2 separate regions of the Gasterosteus aculeatus genome follow, and region 1 is linked to region 2. A link is a contact called in public Hi-C data. All regions are on one chromosome and are shown on one strand. The core of a region is the stretch at or near the end of the contact, and the rest is flanking DNA. Distances in the headings are between cores, read along the strand shown. Region 1 has its middle 9.2 kb from the start of LOC120816070. Region 2 overlaps gpc5c (glypican 5c).

What was found. Hi-C and Micro-C count contacts between places; a contact is called where the count stands out from the background.
Region 1: a contact with region 2 is called in a Hi-C map of blood and trunk muscle, with 7 times the contacts expected there. The contact joins two enhancer-like sites. A contact is called at or near these places in 5 of 6 Hi-C or Micro-C datasets (blood and trunk muscle, liver, skeletal muscle and 1 more).

Annotation. Positions count from the first base shown.
Region 1 is chr3:2,555,974-2,558,673 of fGasAcu3.hap1.1, forward strand. No RefSeq gene overlaps it. Among protein-coding and RNA genes, the nearest start is that of LOC120816070, 9.2 kb to the right of the region's middle. Within about 2 kb of position 1,283, at least 2 of the 9 cell types and tissues checked have open chromatin away from gene starts, as enhancers often do.
Region 2 is chr3:2,457,540-2,460,266 of fGasAcu3.hap1.1, forward strand. The region is part of intron 6 of gpc5c (glypican 5c); the gene reads left to right. Among protein-coding and RNA genes, the nearest start is that of gpc5c, 46 kb to the left of the region's middle. Within about 2 kb of position 1,327, at least 2 of the 9 cell types and tissues checked have open chromatin away from gene starts, as enhancers often do.

The DNA.
Region 1 (2,700 bases), core at 33-2,532, 98 kb after region 2:
TGAGACAATTGTATCGTTCAATTTCCCCCGAAATGATTATTTATCCCTCTGCAGCCCCCCCCCTCCTCCTTCTGCTTCTATAAACACAAACAGCGAGACACATTCACATCGCCAGCTATTGATTGTGTCTGAAGCTTTTCATCTTCTCGCCTCGCCAGCGCTCACGACTGCGCCACAGTTATTCTCATCCGTTTGGCTTTCAGCTCGGCCCTTTGGTTCACTGCACTCTCGTGAGCGACCGATCCGCGACCCTTACAGGGTCTCCGTATTTGAAATATCACCTCGAAAGGGCCTAAAACACTTGTCGGTAATATCTCCTCAGCTCAATGCATCGCGATTTGCTGTTGCGCGTCTGGAGCGGTTTATGGTAACATGTTGGCAGGCAATTACATTGCAATGTCTCAGAAAAATACATTAGAACATGAGGTACTATATAAAAGGTTTGAATCCATTCCAGTAGCTGAAGAAGTTGAGAATAATTCTGTGGAGAAGTGCAGAACATTTACAAAATCCTTCATGGGTATAGTGTTACAGTAAGGAGATGTTCGATAGAACAAAAATAGTTCTTGAAGTGATTTTCCTTTTGTCTCTGCTGCTTCATTACGACTACTGGTGTGTGGATCACAGAAAGAATACATGTTTTCGGATTAAAATGCCAAGAATTTAAATATATATTCAAAATGCAAGTTGTCATTTTCAGTGTCCCCCCGGAAGTTCAGCTCTGGCAGGGACTGTTCACACGGCTGCGAATGTGAGCTGCACCCTTTTGCCTTTTGGCTCGCCAGACATATTCTGTCACCTTTTTTTGTTACTCTCTGATCTCCTTTGTAATTGAACTAAAGCCCCTCGCTCCCGCTCCACTTTTCTTCCTACATTATCAAGCCGCCTTGTTATTTGGTTTTACATCGCTACTTGCATCTGAGATCAAGGGCTTCACATCATTGCCTCTGTCAGATGACTAACTAGAAGGAGCTTCTCAGCATGTGCACATACTGCCACCCAGTGGGGTCTTAGTGCATTCAAGCAACAATTGTATCACTCCAAAATAAAAAAGTGAGGGACACACAATATATAACAATTAGAGGGACGTCATTTTTTTGTTCATTGATTTTCAAGATATGCATTAAAAATCAACCATCTATTACAATGATTATATGCAAACATATAGGCTTCGTATGCATACCCATGCATATACAGACCTTATGCATACACACATAAACACAGCATATGCATATACACACATATACATAAACCTAAACATATAAACAAATATACGCACATAAACAGATCCAGATAATAATACAAATAATATTAATAATAAGACACCCACTCCCATTATGCATATACTATGCTAGGGAACATATTATACTGTAATTAATTACTCCAAATCTTTCATTTTATTTAAGACTCTACTCCAAGATGAGATCAATGGTAAATGGACTGTACTTGTTTAGCGCTTTTCTAGTCTTCTGACCACTCAAAGCACTTTAACACTACGTGACATCATTCACCCATTCACACCCATTCATACACTGATGACAGGAGAACCACACACAGTGACACCTGCCCATCAGTAACTACCATCCACACACTGTAGTCACAGCTACAGGAGCAACGTTGGGTTAAGTGTCTTGCCCAAGGACACATCGGCATGCGGGTTAGCCAGGCCTGGAATCGAACCGTCAACCCTCTGATTGGAGGACGACCGTGCTCCCCACTCACCCACTGTCGCCCAGATCTGTTATGTAATCTGTTATGAAGTCTAACGAACCTGGTAGAACCGATCGAGTTCCCAGCTGCCGTGATGCCGCCATGTCAGGAAGGTCTCAGTGTTGGGTTTGGTTTTTGAATCATATTGAAATATTTAAAGTATTCTGTAAACGGGGCTGAGAAACATTCCTAGAAATATTTATACTGTAAAAAATACACACAAATTACTTCACTGCTTTTGGGTTTTTTTTTTTTTTCTTGTTCAGAAACACTTTGTGAACTTTGGAAGGGGTTTTGAACTATTTCGGTCACAGCAAATATTACAAGACACATGCAGCTTCAAAACGTTTAACTTGACTGCTTTTGATGCTGGAACCCTTAGAACCTTAGAACCCTAGAACCCTCAGAGTCTAAGCAAATAACACTAAAGGGAGAATGATCGAGGACTAATGACAAGACCTGAAACTGTGAAACAAGAAAGTTTTATTCCTTGATTTATATAATATATTTTATCTTTAGACTTTTTTATTATATATACATGTTTTTATCTGCAGAGGATTATCCGAACCAGTAGGTGGCAGTAATGCAAAGATCAGCCTGCCTGCCACCAATGGAAACCGAGAAGAAGAATGCTTTTACATAATAACATCTTTATTAACAGAAGAGAGAAAAGTCACCTCTTTACTGCCCGTCATTGTGCTTGCTTTTCTTTTCAAGTCGGACTAACGATTTCATAAACTGTATTTGCGAAGGTTCCATGTAATCTACTGCACTCTGACCACATCCCAGTTTTACATTCGCTTTTATAGTGTGAGGATCTAAAATGGACTTTGCAAAATGTTGCTGTTTCACATCTAGTTTATTTGTTAATCAGAGTGTGACCTAAATTTCTCAATGAAATTCTTCTTTTAAAGATTTTCTAAGCTAAATAATGTCAGATTTTCCATGTATTTCTTTTTGCGTTCAAGAACGCTTTCGAATTACCGCAAA
Region 2 (2,727 bases), core at 77-2,576:
TCTGATCTTCAATTTTTTTTAGAAAATCTATCTTTGTGAACTATTAAAATACATGCATGTGTCTTCATTCTAACCATCTAGCAGTACTGCAGCATTCCACCAGATGGCTCCCTGCTGCCCACCAGTGGCTAGTTGAATGGTCATGACAAGGTGTAATGTTGTCTCTGCATGCCTGTAACATCAAAACACATATCAGATTATGGGCATTGAGTTGAGGTTAATTACGTTTCGGTCACAATCTCCTCCATGTCGAGGACACTCAACCGCGACCAGCTGAAACTCCAGAAGTGAGTTGCCCGAAAAAACAGCAACGAGATTGGGACTAACAGAGGTCATCAGAGAGGTTTAGGGGTCCGAGCTTTAATTTTGAATGTTAAAAAATGTACATTTTGACTAATATTATAAATATTTTCCTTTGGCCACGGCAGCAATATTTAAACCCACAACTAGACACTTAACATTGCTTAATGATGCTAAATGCACATTTGCCTGGTTCTCCTGACTCTCAAACTCAGATGATGGCTTTTCAGTTCGCAGCATTTGCCACACGGGCGCAGTGTGGGAGCATATTATGCTCTAGTCAGACCGGCAACCAAGTGTGCTGTCCAAAAATGTAGTCAAATTACAGTCATTTATATTTTGTGATTTTCTTTCTGCATGAAGAAGTATCTTATCCCTTCATTACGATGTCAGTGCTTTTTAGGCAGAACTAAGTACAGGGAGGACATGTTGGATCTGGTGGCTCTGTACAGCGAGTAGGAGAGTACATACATTACGCTGTCCTGCAACGGATGATTTGCTAATGTCAGGATTTGTTTTCACTGCCACGGTGATGAGAAGAAGGGAGAGCGAGTTTGTGTGTGTGTGTGTTTGAGAGAGAGAGCAGGACAGCGATTGGTAGAGCGGCGTGTTGGCCAGAGCAAGTGACTTATACTGAATTAATTCAGCTCTCTGACGCGATTGTTAGATAAATCGATACTTGTTCATTAGCCTGTTGTAGCATTGAAATGAAACACGCTCGGCTGTGTTGGGGCCTATAATGGGCTCATGATGAGCCAAACTGGATATTGTAAACATCACGCAGGGCGAAGACAGGAATAGAAATAGACGAGTTGAATTATAACCCGGGGATGAGTATCAAACGCCTCCCGGGTACAAGGTAATCACAGTATGTGATTACCCAGAAGTGTATTTGCATGCTAAGTGAATCACTGTGCCTCGTCACGAATCATTTTCCCATCTCTGTCTCTTTAATCTCACTTCCCTCCCTCTCGCTCGCTCAGTCCCTGTTGCCGCTCTCTCCACGGCCTGGGCCTTGGTCACGGTGACCTAGAGAGCATACCAAGGCAGGACCAGACATGGGTTGAGCCGTGGCCCACAACACTCATTGAGGAAGCCTACAGCTGGGCCGGCTTGCGACCACAAACAAGGACTCATGGCAACTTCTGGATTTAAACTTTTTTTTCCCAGGAGTCAGGAATTGCAAGCGTTGCCTCTGTCGGCAGTACACACCCTTAACCAGATCTACTTCCCCCCAAAAAATGAGCAGTAGTTTTGGGGTTTTTATGTTAGTTTGGTACTGAGCATTTCCAGCGCTGGTCACTGTAAATGGAGGGAAATGCGCATGCAACAATAATGCAAGAAACCTGACTTGACGATACGAGCACACATCCCATATTCCTCTCAGGAGTACTCAGTGAAAGAGCCACGTGTTGGTAGTCATAGTCAAATTGGAAACAGGGTGGAAGAGCAATATTGATCGGAAACTTGACCTGACCGTATGTTTTTTAAATGGTATCAAAGACATCCAAATATACAGCATGAAAGGAGCCATTCATAAGCGCAGCAACACATTTTATTGGACTGTGGAGGACAAGCTTTCACTACGTAATAACCATGGGTAATTTGATCCGTTACACCTTCCGCCAAATAGCCGTTACCGTGCGACCGCGCAACGAGCCAGCCTGGCCTCGGTCGGATCACCCTGGGACCTCTTAAGAAGGGGCACGGCAGTCGTGCGTAATTTCCAACCACGCAGCCACAAACCGAGCCATATTTTCACTGGTCTGCGGCGCCACACAGACAGATATGCTGCCAGCTCAGCACAGGTGTCGTGCCTCAGGTGAAGTCCAAGACGATTCATTGACGCAAACGTCCCGGGCTAAAACGCGTCACCGTAGCTGAAATGACGAGAGCCTGCAGTGCGTGTAACTGGAGTGAGAACGTCGTGCTGCAGTCGCTGCAGGTGGTTGGTTCCGAACGCAGGGCGGCAGGACCAACAAGGAGGTCACAAGATGATATGACTAAGAGTAGAAAAGCTATGTTTATGTCAGCCTTGTGAGGCGTGTTTTTAAAAAATCCAATAATTTGAGGGTTTTAGAGGGTAAGATGCTTTTATTTATAAACTAATCTCATAAAATACTGAAAAAAGGATCTACTAGAAAATGAAAAGAGTTTGACACCGGGCCACTGGGAAGGCTCGTCAGGGTCCAGCTGGTTCCTCTCGTCTGTCCTGGGCTCTTTATGGACCCCACCGCCTAAAATCAATACAACATATTATGCTAGACATGTATATAACAACCCAATCTACACAGCGATATGACCTAATGTCCTCCTGATGACAGTCACACAAAAATAGTTGTTAGTCCACCTCACATTTGTCCTAATGTTTATGTTTCTCTTGCAAATTCCTTGTTTGGTTGATGTGGTAGCAACTGGTAGTTGTAT